Regions from separate parts of the Mus musculus genome. Here region 2 is linked to region 1. Evidence: chromatin contacts called from public promoter capture Hi-C data. All regions are on one chromosome and are shown on one strand. The core of a region is the stretch at or near the end of the contact, and the rest is flanking DNA. Distances in the headings are between cores, read along the strand shown.

What was found. Promoter capture Hi-C pulls out the DNA fragments that hold promoters and counts their contacts.
Region 2: a promoter capture Hi-C map of cranial neural crest shows a contact between it and region 1. The contact joins the promoter of Haus4 here to the promoter of Efs in region 1. A contact is called at or near these places in 2 of 39 promoter capture datasets (cranial neural crest and maxillary cranial neural crest).

Annotation. Positions count from the first base shown.
Region 1 is chr14:54,923,111-54,930,640 of GRCm38.p6, forward strand. Efs (embryonal Fyn-associated substrate) reads right to left here and starts at 3,678. Exons shown (of 6, transcript NM_010112.4): 1 at 2,328-3,678. The coding sequence starts at 2,345.
Region 2 is chr14:54,551,272-54,558,801 of GRCm38.p6, forward strand. It overlaps Haus4 (HAUS augmin-like complex, subunit 4), which reads right to left and starts at 3,090. Exons shown (of 10, transcript NM_145462.2): 1 at 2,904-3,090; 2 at 866-939. The coding sequence starts at 920.

The DNA of each region.
Region 1 (7,530 bases), core at 2,428-4,927:
AGCATACAAAAGGCTCTGGAGTCTGTCTTTAGCCACTGGGATTGTGGGGCTCTATACCTGCTATCCCTGTCCTTTTGAAGTGGAGGTAGAAGGATCAGGATTAGGCTTCATAAAACTTTGCTTAAAAAAAAAAGAAAAAGGCTGGGTATCTGAGTGTGTAGCTCAGTGACAGAACAGCTGCCTAGGATGTTTTGAGGCATTAGGTTCAGCCTCTAGTATTATAAAAATATCATCATCACCATCAGCAGCAGCATCAAATAAACAACTAAACATCCAGCTGTAGCCGGATGCTACTGGACTGGAGGGGAGAAGGATGCTCGGCTCACTCAGACATGCTGTTCCTCTGGGACTGTTTTGTGCTAGGAAGCAAGTTGTGCAGCTCTGTGCTCCTTTCTTCTGCTCCCAAGCAACCATCCACCCTTCCTTCCTCCCTTCCTCCCTCCCTCCCTCCCTCCCTCCCTCCTTCCCTCCCTCCCTCCCTCCCTTCCTTCCTCCCTTCCTTCCTTCCTTCCTTCCTCAAAGTACTGGGGTCAAACTCAGGTCCCTTTGCATGACAGGCAAATGTCGACCTCTGAGCTACATGCCTGGCCCTCACCACAGTATTTCTGATTATACTGTGACTTCTAAGAGAAACGTCTACAAAGAAAAAAAGCATGCTCCACAGATCGCTGCCACGTGGAGGCCAGTGGGTGCTGGTGGGTATCTCCCTTAATCATGCTCTATTCTCCTTTTCCTTAGAGAGGGTCTGAGCCTTAAGTTCACTGACTTGGCTGGACAACGAGCCTCTGGAATCCTCTTGTTTCTGCCTCCCCAGTGCTGGGTGTACAGCTGAGTACCCTGCACATGGCAGTACTTGGGTGCTGGGGGTCAAACTCAGATCCTTAATTTATGCAGCAAACACTTTACCAATTGGGCCATGCCCCCAGCCCCAGTGCCTTTCCTTCTAATTGAAAACTAGAAATTAGTATTTTGGATCTAGCCAGTGATTAAAGTCAAGGCTGTAAGTACAGATGGACTTGGGGGTTGAGTTCCTTTCTTGCTTGGATGCCTTTAAGGAGATTTTAAATATCCCTATATTGTAGTGTCCTCCACTGTAGAATTTTCTTATCTCTAGACAAGTACCTATTTTTGAATGATCAAACGTCCTTGTAAGGTTGAAAGCTGTATGAGACAATGCATCAAAAGGTCATGACAAAGTTTAGTGGGGGAGGGCAGGTGTGTAAACTGTAAATGTTACCATTGTTGTGATCCTGTGAGTTTCACTAGCATAAATACTCCTCACCCAAACACCTTCTGGACTTCAAAAGTGACACTAACTCCAGGATCCTGACAGCAGCTTTGGCACTCCCAAAGGCACCCTGCCACCAGAGGACGAAAAGGTCTTGTCTGAGGAATGAAAATTGGATCCGTCCTCAAGGTGTTCTGTGGCTCCCGGGTTTTCTTTCACTTTCATAACTTTTCTTCCCATAGCCACAGTCCAGGAAAGCAGGTGGCAGCCTGGCGTTCCCTGGGGATCCCCAGCAAGGGCTGGAGAAGCTGAGCTCCAAGACAGAAAGCAGAGGTGGCGGCTGTATGGCTCCTCCCAGTATTAGGTTTGAATTTTATCCAATGGGGCCATGCTTTGCAGTTTGCCTAAACCCAGGCCAGAGCTGCTGATAGGATGATGGATTATGGGTGTGACCCCTCCTGCTTTATCTCCTCTTAGGGGCCCAGCTGACTTGTGAGGCAATGGCTGACTTATTTGGGTGGCAGGGTGCCACTGCGCTTTCTGGGAGGCCTCCTCCCGCAATTCCAACAAGCCAACTGTCCCTGTCTTTTGTTCCTAGTCACTAGAAAGTGGCCCGAGGCGGGCTGACATCATCGCCCCTACTCTATGTTATTTTCCCCAGCCTGGTCACCTGCCTGTTTCTCCATTTTCCCCCCAATCCTTTAGAGTTGGGCTTCCTTGGCCTTCCATTTTCCTTGGGCTTCCTGGTCTTTGTCAGAAAACTCCTTTTACTTACCTCCCAATTACAAGCCCCTGCCAACCCCCAATAGGCATCTGTTTCCACCCAGCAAGAGCAGATAGGATGGGGTTACACTCCGCCCTCCCCCCTCATCCCCCAACTATCCACAACCACTATAAAGAAAGAGAATAGGGAGAGAGGAGGAGGGGCCAACCCAGAACCAGAAGGCACAGGGGATGAGGACTGAGAGGGAGGGAGAAAGGAACAAAAGAGGACAGGCTTCTGGGAGAGATCACTGAGTGGATAGAAATAAACAGGACAGTGCCATAGAGCAGGTTGGAGGTGTCTGCCTGGCAAACCTCCTTTCCCTGGTGAACTCACCGACGTGGCAATGGCCATGGCTCTGGCCTCCAGCGTCGCCTGCTTCAGGCCAGGCTCTGTTTCGCTGACTTCAGCGATGGCTGCCCCACACCATGGTTCCCGGCCTCCAAGTCAGAAGGTCACCCCAAGCTGTAGCGCTTGAGGAGATAGATGCCTCCCCCCAAAGTTGGAGGAAGAGAAAGAAAACCCACAAAACTTTCCAAATAGGAGGCAGCTTGGCCAAGCAGGAGGAGGAGTAAGGCGGGCCTGGGCGTCGCTGCGGGACCTCATCCAAGGGGCGCGCTCTAAATTGTCCCCCAGGGTCTCTCGGGGCTCCAGGCCCCCACAGCTGCCGCCTTAAGTCGCAGAGGCCTCCTGGACTCACATGGGCTCACAGCTCACTTCCCAGGCTAAGAGACAGGAGCTGTGGCTGCTTTCGACGCCTCTCCAAGCAGCTCAGGCTAGCCCCGAGGGCTGGGAGAAGCCGCCTGAGTGGTTGGGCTGGACGAGCGACTCTTGGGGCCAACCCTCCCCCAGCGGCGCAGAGCGGTGCTCCCAGGGCTGTCTGTGGTCGTGGCAGCCGGGCCACTGCGGCGGGACCCGCGGGGAAGGAGGAGGAGCGACAACTGAGCTGCGTGTCGCCAAACTCGCTCAAGTCAGCGCAAAGGCCGGCGCCAAAAGGCCTAAGAGCGCGTGGCGGTGGAGCTGGGCTGTCTGCCCAGGCCCGCGCCGAGGCGAGCTCTCCCGGCCACACTCCTTCTCAACACAGCCGGGTCTTGGAGGTGGCCGCCAGGCACCTCTCAGTCTCAGCGCTCAAGGGCGCGCACCACCCTTTGCCCCAGGCACCCCTCTGGCCCCAGTCCCCGCTCACACACCCTGGACCGGGCCCTCGGCGCGTCCCAAAGCTTAGGGAAGCTCCAGGTGTCTTGGGAAATGAAGAAAAAGGCACCGAGCAAAAGGGAACAGAGAAGGGGAGGAGCAGTGCTGTGGGCTCGCCTAGGGTCGAGGTGGGGACACTGAGGGTTAGAAAAGGTCCGGGGTCGCGCGCGGCCCCCGATCACCCCTTGCACTCCGCGCCCCTTCCCTCCCTTGCCCGGGCTCCCGCTCCCCCTCGGCAAGCTCTCCCTCCCCTCCCCGCAGGCCCATTCCTCTCGCGAGGGGCTCGGGCCAGGGGATTAAGAGAAGGGGGAGGAAGGGGGAAGGGGAAGCTGTAGGGAAAGGGGACGATCCTTTCCGAGGCGGTGTTGAGTTTCAGCTCCAGACCCTCGGGCCAAACTGCGCGCCCCAGCCCGGCCACTCTCCCCCGCACCTTCCTCCTCGGGACCGCGCAGCAGACCGCGGGGTGGTCTGGTCCGCGCGCTCCGGGGAGCTCGGCTCTGCCCGACACGCCCCCGCTCTCCCCCGCCAGCCCCACGCCTCTCCCTGCCTCCCTTTCATTAGCCCCACATCTGTCTTTCCCGAGGGAGGGGACGCGCTGCTTCCGCCGCGCGCTAGGGTCCCGGCGGTTTGAGCACGCTGACTTTGCAGGGGCTCAAACCGGCTGCGGGGGTGAGCCGGGGAGGTCCAGAGGGCCACAGGCTTGGAGTCTGGTGCTGAACAAAGATTCTGGCCCTTGGGAGAGAACAAGAAGCTTTAGCGGCTGGCACCAGATCCCAGGCTGGCCGGTTGCACCGCCTTTTAGCCTCCTTTGCCAGTCCGGGCCTGTTTCTTGTCTTTGGTTTGGCCCTCGCTGCTACTGGAGCAGCTGGAGTAGAGATCGTAGGCAGAAGATGACAAAACTCTTTCTGAGGGGCTGGAATCGGGAGTTTCAGCCAAACCCCAGCTCCTTGCCTCCTTTCCCCTTCCTGCGGCCTCCCTTCAGTCGCCCTCTTCTCTAGCCTTTACTTCGAGGAGATATACATCAGAGCTTCTCAGGGTTGGGAGAGATCTGTCTTCTTCAAAAGAAAAGAATTTGGGGCGGGGTGGGGGGAGTGTGTCCTGGTAAGCAAGCTGCTAAATAGAGGTGCAAAGCTGTAATGTTTCCCCAGTGTTTACGTTTAACAAATGAGCACTTTAAGCACAAACAGACAACGAGCTTAGTCGTAACCTCTTTACAAGAGAACAGATAAAATCTTACTTAAGGACCTTTGTGAACTGGAGGCTTTGAGACCACTGTTGCTCCACCACACCACAGTGTTCCACAAGCTTAAGCACAGCATTTTCCCAGAACCACCCGAGGGGACAATGTTTACTGCCTGGTTACCTAGAACCCTCTGCCGAGGGAGAGGGAGAGTTGGCACCTAAGGGTGGCTCAGTGAAAGTTTCAGGATGAACGCGGGATGAATGGTGCTGGCCCTGGTCAGTGATGCTGGAGGGCAGACTTCATGCCCTGGCTGGAAACCTTCAACAGACTCAGGCTCCATTAGAACGAAAAGGAATTTTCGGGGAAGCTAAGCAGAAGGATGTGAAAGGTCCAGGCAGGGCTGCAGTTTGAGAGATGGGTGGGGACCTCAGAGCTTGAGGAATGACTTTAGGTAGGGGCAGCTTCTGTCTTGGGAGTGAATCCTGGCTTGTTAGCTCTGATACCTTGGTCTAGTCATAGCCATCCGGCAGTTTTAATTCCTCCCGTGTAACAGTTGCTTTGGCAAGGAGAACACAGATGGAAAATGCCCCTTCTTCCTCTAACAACACTTTCACGAAAACCAGATGTTCTCAGCTGAAGGAATGGGAACCTTTGCTGCAGTCTTGGTTGGTTTTTTTTATTCTTCTGGAACTCACTCTGTAGACCAGGTTGGTCTCAAACTCAGAAATTCACCTGCCTCTGCCTCCCAAGTGCTGGGATTAAAGGCATGCCCCACCACTGTCCGGTCCTTTCCGACATTTATATACCCCCACTTCTGCCCTCTCCTTTAAGGTTGCAGGTACTCAGGTATTCAAACTAGGAAGAATTCTAGCCTCAGGGAGCGCTTGGAGAAAACTGGCTGAATGGGGGTGATGCCTTGTATAGAGAGCAGCCTCCTATGGTCTTACACCATGGTTTGGCCACATTCAAAGAGTAGCAAAGAAGGAAGTCTTCCCAGCAGGGTTCATCTATCTTTTCCCTTCCTTGTCCCACCCACATGCTCCTCCCTCCTCCTCCTCCTCCTCCTCCTCCTCCTCGCATCCCAGTCCCCTCTTCACCCCTAGTTTTCCATTCACGTTATCCTGTTGCTTCTGAAATGTGTCAGAGCCTCCAGACCCTTCCCATCACCACGCCAAAAAGGCCTTTCCCGTTAGCATTGCCTTTCCACCCTCTCCAGTCTCTCACCCCCACAGCAGCTCTGTGCTCCTCCTATGTCGGAGCATGGTCTCATTCTCTTCATTGTGCTTTATGTTATAATCAGAAGGCATCGTTCTCATTGTTGATCATCTGTCTCCTAAACTGTAAGCCCTGGGAGGAAGAGGCCTGTCTCTCTTATCTTCCTCTTCATTCCTAGCACTTAGAATGTCAGTGTCTGGTGTGCAGTAGATGCTCAATAAATATGAGCGAACAAATATTTGATGAATGAACACAGGAGCTTTGAATATAGGGCAACATTGGGTTAGCCTTGGAAGGTAAATTGGGTTAGCCTTGGAAAGATACCATAACTGGGTCCTTTCACTCCTCATCTGATAACTCCATGTGTTTCCCAGATCAAACTGGGTTCTCCTGGAAGGTAGTCTCCTGGGCCTGATTGTTCAGTACTTAACAATCCCATTCAAAATAATTAGTGTGCTGGAGAGGTGGGTCAGTGGTTAGGAAGAGCACATACTGTTGTTCTTCCTAAGGACCTGAGTTCAGTTCCCAGCATCTACATTAGGTGACTTACCTGTAACCCCGGCTCCAGGTGGATCTCTCTGTGGGCACTTGAGTCCATGTACACAGCCCCCCCCCACACACACCCAATACACGTAATTAAAATAATAAAAATAAATCTTTAAAAAATAATTTGTATCCAGGGCCATTATCACCTACAAATCAGAATGTGGGAGTGCTATTCTAGAGGTCTCCATCTTTGCCATTGCTGGGTCGCTCAGAAAAGCGTGATGGGGTTGTCCCATTGCCAAGAACAGCTTCTGCTTACCAGCAGGTACGTGGGGATTTAAATATTTTAATAACCTGAGTCCTGGCTTCTTAGAAGGTGAATAGAAATGAACTCAATTCCGTGGATGCCATACTGTTTTAGGCCCTTAGGTCCAGGGCAGCTAATCTTTTTTGGTACCAATAAGATCACTCACTCCAGGGACACACAATACCATATACATTCCTACCAACAAGGAAGCATGAGCCAAAGGAGCATCCAAGGTCATGAGCAGACGAAAATCTCAAGGCAGCGGGAACGGGCTTGATCACCCTTTAGACAGACACTTGTATTTGAACTCCCAGAAAGCCCCAAGAGCTTTTCTGAGCATAGCATAGAAGACATCGTTCATTACATTTCTCCTTCCCTTTCTGGCAGGTGCTGACCTCTTTCCCCAGAGGCACAGGGAAGGAATTCCAGCCCCGGTTGGCTGCCAGGCAAGTAGAGACATGTTGGGAGGGTACAACATGTCAGATGTTGGGCCAACCTTTCTTTGCTCCCGCCCCCAGCATTCTCCCCATTGCCGCCCCCACACCCCTCAAGGATTCCCTGGAAGCTGAAATGACTCAGGGATTCCAAAAGTAGTCACCCCAGGAGGAAACCCTCTGGAAAATGTTTCTCATGGCAGGGAGTCACCCTAAAGTGTCCCACAAAGCTTCTACCGAGATAAGGACAGGCTGAGCAAGCAGGGTTGGGTGGGAGCCTGTGGCTCAGAGAATAGGTTCATGGGTCAGCCTAGTCATCGTGGTATGGGGAAAGCCAGCCCTGGGGAAGACTGTAATTGAAGGGTATTCCATCTTCTTTCTAGAGGCTTCCTCTGGCGTTGGGTACAGAGGCAGAGAAAGAAACCCCAAATGTCTCCTATGAAAAACAATGTCCCCGTCATCCAGGCCAGATCATTCTGCAGTGTCAACAGTTGAGACAAGAAGCTGGGGTCATTTTCTGTGCCTAAGAGTGCCTGTTCTGCACTGGCCAAGGTCTGCTTCCTAGGTTGTGCTGGGAGGCAGGGGGGTGGGGGGACTTATAGGAATCCTTCTCTTTGAAACAGCACTGCCTGCTAAAGGACCCTACTCTGGGCTTGGGGTTGCTAAGGAACACCACAAGCCACCTGAGACCACGTGCCAGACAAAAGGCTGGGGAACAGG
Region 2 (7,530 bases), core at 1,840-4,339, 370 kb before region 1:
TACACATTTATGCTTTGGATTATTATGTCTAAAGTCATTTTACAGAATAAGATATAAATCTTTTTGGCCGGGTATGGGGGTGAACACCTTTAATCCCAGCACTCAGGAGGCAGAGGCAGGCGGATTTCTGAGTTCGAGGCCAGCCTGGTTACAGAGTGAGTTCCAGGACAGACAGGGCTACACAGAGAAACCCTGTCTCGAAAAACAAAAACAAACAAACACAAAAGGGACAAGCTAGCCACCCTTACCTTGGCAACAGACTGCCACGATGCATCTATTGCAGTAACAGGTACTGAATCAGTATGAAGAGTTGGTCCAACCTGCTTCTTATTAGAGTGCCCCAAAAACTCCTAGATTCTACTTTCCTCAGAACCGGGTGCTGTGAGTGAAACCGTTCTAGTGGGCCTTGTGAACCTCTGTCATCTCAGGAAGCAAGGATCTGGACGAGACCTCTGGGAAAGTCACCAGGCCTTTTTTTTTTTTTTTGCAGGTGGTGGGGGTGAATAGGTATGGCCCCCATAGGCTCATGTGTTTGAATGCTTGGCCATAGGGAGTGGCACCATTAGGAGGTGTGGCCTTACGGAAGTGTGTCACTGTGGAGGCGGACTTTGAGGTCTTATATATACTCAAGCTATGTCCAGTGTGAGACACAGTCTCCTGCTGCCGCCTGCAGATCAAGAGGTAGAACTCTGAGCAACTCCCAACTCCCGCCCCATGTCTGCCTGCATGCTGCCATGCTTCCCACCATGATGATAATGGACTGAAACTGTAAGCCACTCCGGTTAAATGTTTTTCTTTATAAGAGTTGCCTTGGTCATGGTGTCTCTTCACAGCAATGAGACCCTAACCAGGACACTCCCCTTACCTTGCAGCAGCATTTCTACACCTTCTCCAGGTGCACAGAAATCTCCAGACGCCATCTCGTTTTCTTGGTATTATCTGTATGGAAACAAATGGGAGAAAATGCAAGTTGAACAAACCCCTGGCTGCTGCTCAAGCTACCTTAGGCAGTCTCACAAGCCAACTCTGGGCTCAAATTCTGTGCCAGAGTCAAGCCTAGAACCTTGACCCTCTTCCTCCTGGGTGCCAGGATTAAAAGTTCATGCCATCACATCTGGCTCAGAGATGTTTCTTATAGAGCAGGGCTATATCAGACATCAGGGTCCCCAAATTCTTTAGCATTTTATGGAAAACTTACAAATAAATACCAGAATACCTTCCATTCCAAGAACAAAATCTCTCCCAAGCTGTCCAAAGTATGACTCTAAACAGAACCACTCCTACTTCACCCCTACCCGCCTGTCTTAGGGTTTCTATTCCTGCGCAAACATCATGACCAAGAAGCAAGTTGTGGAGGAAAGGGTTTATTCAGCTTACACTTCCACATTGCTGTTCATCACTAAAGGAAGTCAGGACTGGAACTCAAGCAGCAAGTTGGGGAGGAAAGGGTTTATTCAGCTTACACTTCCAAACTGCTGTTCATCACTAAAGGAAGTCAGGACTGGAACTCAAGCAGGTCAGAAAGCTGATGCAGAGGCCATGGAGGGATGTTCTTTACTGGCTTGCTTTCCCTGGCTTGCTCAGCCTGCTCTCTTATAGAATCAAGATTACCAGCCCAGAGATGGTCCCACCCACAAGGGGCCTTTCCCCCTTGATCACTAATTGAGAAAATGCCTTGCAGTTGGATCTCATAGAGGCATTTCCTCAACTGAAGCTCCTTTCTCTGTGATAACTCCAGCTGTCAGGTTGACACAAAACCAGCCAGTACACCACCCAAATCCACTAAGTTCTAATGGAAGGCGTCTTCCTACCGTTACCATTTTGCTGGAGCTACAAACTGTTGCTGTCTGTCGTGTTCCCAGTAAACTAAGGGGTGTGGGTCCCAGTATACCTTTTGCCCCCTTTATAGCTCAACTGTGGAATATCACAGTTTCTTTCTGGTGCTTCTCTGTCAGTGTCATCTCATGAAAGAGCTATCTGTCTGGGAGCAAGAGCGACAGACACTTGAACTACAACAGCTTTTCCAGTAACAATGCACTGCAGTGGTTAGTGTGGGGACATAGCTATACAGATAGGTGTTTTGCCAGAACCTGGAGCACCTTGAAAAGAATGTCATCAACAGAGAGCAATGAGAAACTCAACAGCAACACAAACATTGCCTGCCCATTCTTTCCCTTATTGCTTTACCCACTCCTCCAAATGGCAGCTGAGCCCGAGGCAGCCCCGAGTCTGAAGCTTATTAGTACTTAACGCTTCACGTCCACAGAACATTGGTTTATTCGCTCCTTTTATGAGTCACATGAAAGCAACTAGCCGTTTGTTTTGTAGCGTGGTCTAGAGGAATCAGCTGAGGAGGCGCAATTCGAGACATTAATTTGTGGCTCCGCCCCGCCCCCCATGTTTTCTGTGTGAGTTTATGTGAAATGCTCCTTTTTCAGGTGCCAACAGTGTTCCACCTGCAAAGCCGCGATAACGGTTCTTGCCTTGCATGAAGCATCAAGAATTAATAACAATCGACTTGTCAACAAAAGCTATTTAGTTATGTTTTACCAGTAAGTTCCGTTTTACCAACTCAGAATGTTGTTGAACTACACCTACAAATAAAGTTTTGCAGGCCAGTTAGGCACCCAGCCACGAGGGTTTCAACCGCCCAGGGGTCCTCAGCGGAGCCGCCCACAGGACGTGACCTTAGGCTTCACCCCCACCCTGCGCAGGCAGCCGGGGTCCCACGCGCAGGAGCGCAGAGCGCCGAACTCTGACGCAGGCGTGCTTCGAGCCCTCCAGCCGTTCCCCTGCACGCTGTGCTGGACGCAGATTGATCGTCCTGACTGTTTTCACAAGAGGTGACCCTTACAAGGCCGGAGATAATCAAGATGCAGACGCGCTCTCCGGCGCCGACCTACCGTCTGGGTCGCCAAGGAGTCCTAAAGGGCGAGCGCGGCCTCGCCGCAAGCTCGCGGTCGTCGAGCGCTAACCTGCACGGCTCGCCGCCGGAGCGCTAAGGCCGGGGCCTGCCCGGGAAAGGCGCTGCCGCCAGCGTAGAAACAACTGGGTCTTAAATCAGCCGGGCACAGGACGGGGCGGGGCCTCCGTTCCCGCCTGGCGCAGCCCCGCCCCGGGAGCGCGCGCTCAGCGCAACTGTCGCGGTAGCGGCTCGGATCCTGGAAGTCGGAACTTCACCCATTTAACAAAGGGGAAGACTAGGCACGGAAGGTTATATAGAGGTGGCGGCCCAGCTCGGAAGCTTAGGCCTGCCACTGTGGTGCTCGGAGGTCGAGCCAATGTGTTGTTGGTATCAGAGATCGTCCTGTCTCGGCCTCCCGATTGATGAGAGGAAAGGTGCACGCCACTACACCCCCACTGGTTTGTTTTTATTTATCGATGTGGGCGAGCGCATGCGCCATATGTGGGCGGTGTCCACGGAGGCCGGAAGAGGGAGCCAGAGCCCTTTGAGCCGATGTTACAGGTGCTTGTGAGCTGCCAGATTTTGGGTTCTGGGACTTGAACTCAGATCCTTTTACTACGTTGCTCCAGCCTCACCTCTTGAATTTCTTAACCTACCTCGCCTCCTCCGCGCTCCCTCTGTTTTTTTTTAAAGTCACGTTTTATTTACTGTGTGTCCTACGTGTGCTGTGGAGGTCAGAAGACATTCTGGGAGTGAGACATCATAGGCTTGGTAGCAAGCTCCTTTACCCATTGAGCCGCGTTAACTGCCCTGCCCCATTCCCACATCCCTTATTTCCCATCATCCTTCCTTCACTCCTACTTATGCCTACACTGGTTTTGTAAAACTAAGGGTACCCAATCAGGAAGTGACTTCTTTTGGAAAATAAGATGTTTAGCTGTACTGTTAATCCTTCACCACACCTACTCAGGAGGTTGAGTTAGGAAGATCGAGAGTTCAAAGCTAGGCCCGGGCACTATGCTGAAGTTGCCCATCTAAAAAAATAAAAGTCTTAAATAAACTGCTTCAAGGTTATTAGAGCTCTTTATACGTTTTTATTTATTTTACTGTTGTTTACGTGTGTGGGTGTTTGACTGGCACATATGTCTGTGAACCACTTGTATGCTTACTGCTGTGGGATCCTCTGGAACCGGTTACAGTTACCACCATATAAGTGTGGAGAATCCAACCCAGGTTTACTTGAAGAGGGATGGTTGAGCCATCTCCCTAGCCCAGTGATTAGATCGCTTGCATCAGAGAACAAACTGATAGGATGGAGCAAAAGTGCTAGGAAATGGAGCTGTTTGGCTTTTCCTTAGAACAGCAGTTCTCAACCTGTGGTCGAGACCCCTTTGGTTGGTTGAACGACCCTACAGGGGTCACCTAAGGCCACTGGAGAACACAGGTGTTTACAATTCGTAACAGCAAAATTACAGTTATGAAGTAAGTAATGGAAATCATTTATGGTTGGGGGTCACCACAACATGAGAATCTGTATTAAAGGGTCACAGCTTTAGAACATTCTAGGGCCAAGGGTAGTGGCTCATGCCTTTAACCCCAGTGATTGGGAGGTAGGGGGTAAGCAGATGAGGACAGCCTGATCTACACAGAGTGTTCCAGGAAGGCCAGGGTTGTATAGAAAGATCAGTGAGAGAGAGAGAGAGAGAGAGAGAGAGAGAGAGAGAGAGAGAGAGAGAGAAGAGAAGAGAAAGGAGGAAGAGGAGGAGGAGGAGAAGAAGGAGAAGGAGAAGAGAGAAAGAAAAAAAAAAAGAAAGAAAGAAAGAAAAAAGAAAAGGAAGGAGGAGGAGGAGACTTGTATTTGAATACACAGAGAAATGATTCTAGGGCAGAAAGCTTTTATGCCCTTGGTCAGGGCATCAGCTGCCATGTTCCATGTTTAATGCTAGAGTGCAGTCACTTTTCAAAGCTTTTAAAAATCACTTATGCTTCCTCAATTCTTCAATGCAGCCTCATTAAATGCCAGGCTTACGCACGAACCGTGCTCAGAACAAAATAGCAAGCATGCTTTGGTGATTTTCAGCTGATCAGAGATTTACTGAAATTTCATCTCCCAAGTCTTCAGGTTCTTAAATACTGAACTACAAAGCTCTGGCTAAGAGGCTCGAAAGCACGCGAGGCCCTGAGCAGGGAAGGCTCAGAAGGCTGCCTTCCAGAGGAAGATGGGGAAGATAGCAGTGGACAGACACCTTGCGGACAGAGCTCCGTGTGCAATTATCTCTTCCCTCTTTGTCCCTTCCAAGCCATGAGACCTTGGGCTACAGCTCTCCTTCCTGTGGGAGGTGTGGGGGGGGAGACAACATATTTCTTGTTACTCCAATCTCTTAGCATTGGCATAACGATCAAATGAGATAACGGCTGAGAAAGCGCCTTGGAAAGACTATGAAAGTGAGGTGTTTTATTAAGTGCCTGGGGAGACACAGAGATGAATGTGACCTAATTCCTATCCCGAGGAAATTCACACTCTGTTGAGGAGACACACATGAGAAGAAAATAACCCAAGGCAGTAAATAGGTGCCGAAAAGGCAGTCTAGATTATAAATACCAAAGAAACTTAAAGAGGGGACAGGCATTTCTCTGCAGAAATAAATAGGAAAGGCTGAAGTCTTATTTTCACTATGCCCGATAAAAAGACATTTTAAAAAAAACCACTTTGAATGAGAGTCCAGAAAAATGAAACAGAAACAGGAGGTCCGGCTGCATTGGAGGTACCAGGGCGCGGAGCCGGCTAAAAGTAGAGGGAAGGGGAGAATTCATTAGGTGAGCTCTCTTTGAGACAAGAGAGTTAATGCTCTCTAGTACAGAGAGTGTAGGTCATTCTAGCAACCAGAAATGCAGCAGAGGTACATGACTTTAATCCCAGCACTCTGGAGACAAGCAAACCTCTGTGATTTCAAGACTAGAGTAGTCTACATAGTGAGTTCCAGGACAGCCAAAGCTATGTAGAGAGACCCTGTCTCAACGAAAACATAAGAAAATATGGCAAAGGATTGCAAAAAGAATGTTCAAATCAGAGCACCCACCGTCCTGAGCCAGAGCTGCACCCCACCAAACTCCTTTTCCTCAGGTTACTTTGTAAAGAAAAAAAAAAAAAACAGCCTCATTGGGGTGTTTTAGCATAAAATGTTCAAAGGGTTTTGCTGTAACTGTGCATTACCACAAGTCAGCTAGTGAGCACCCTCCAAAATTACTCACCGTCCAAAGTTGCAGCCACCCCCACCGCTCCCAGAATTCAGGAGGCTGAAATACAAAGGATCCCAAACTGGAGGACAGCCTGGGCAGCTCCATGTAACTCTGTCTCGAAAGCAAACAGAAAAGAAACTGGGGCATTGCCAAGTGAGAGCGAGCTTACGACGGAAGTCTAGCATCCTGAACTCAGTCTCAAGTATCATAAATACATACACGCAAACACACATTTTTGATTGTTTTAATTTTTTGAGACAGGCCTCAAACTTACAAATGTAGCCCACGGCTAGCTTTGAACTCCTGATTCCCCTGAATTCACTATCCAAGTAAATAATCACATTTGAAAATAAAAATATAAAACTAGTGAACACAGGGGTGCATACCTTAATCCTATCACTGGAGACACAGAAGCAGGGGGAATCTCTGTGAGTTCAAGTTTACTGTAATGAGTTCCAGGACAGCCAGGGATACATAGAGAGACCCTGTTGATAAATAGTTAGGACTGGAAAGATGGCTCAACAGTTAAGAACACTTGATACCCTTCAGAGGACCTAAGTTTGGTTCTTCCTTCTTTCTTCCTTCCTTCCTTCCTTCCTTCCTTCCTTCCTTCCTTCCTTCCTTCCTTCCTTCCTTTCAATTTCTTTTATGTATATTGGTGTTTTGCCTGCATGTGTATCTGTGTGAGGGTGTCAGATCCCCTGGAACAGGAGTTACAGACCGTTGTGAGCTGTTGTGTGGGTGCTGAGAATTGAAGCCAGGTCTTCTGGAAGAGCAATCAGTGCTCTTATCCACCGAGCCATCTCTCCAGCCCCTTAAGTTTGATTCTAAGCATCCACTTTGAGCAGCTCACAACTATTTGTAACTCCAGTTCCAGGAGATTCAACAGCACCCTCTGCCCTCTGTGAGTATCCACATGTGTGTGTACATGCACACAGGTACACATAAGTTATGTGTATATGCACATAAATTGAAAAGGCTAGATGCTGGGCGTGGTGCACACTTTCAATCCCAACACTTGAGAGGCAGAGGCAGGCAGATCTCTCCGAGTTGAGGCTGGAGTGGTCTACGGAATAAAATTTTCTAGAATCATACGAAAGTGGAATAAAATTAAGAGGTGCTCTTCTGGGCTGGAGAGTTGGTTCAGCGGTTAAGAGCACTGGCTGCTCTTCCAGAGGTCCTGAGTTCAATTCCCAGCAACCACATGGTAGCTTACAACCATCTGTAATGGGATCTGATGTTCTCTTCTGGTGTGTCTGAAGTCAGAGACAGTGTACTCACATACAAAAAAATGAATAAAATTTTTTTAAAGAGGCTCTCTCCTTGGGGATCAGATCTTTTGCTCACCATAATTGTTTTGTATCTCATATGTATCATTACTAATA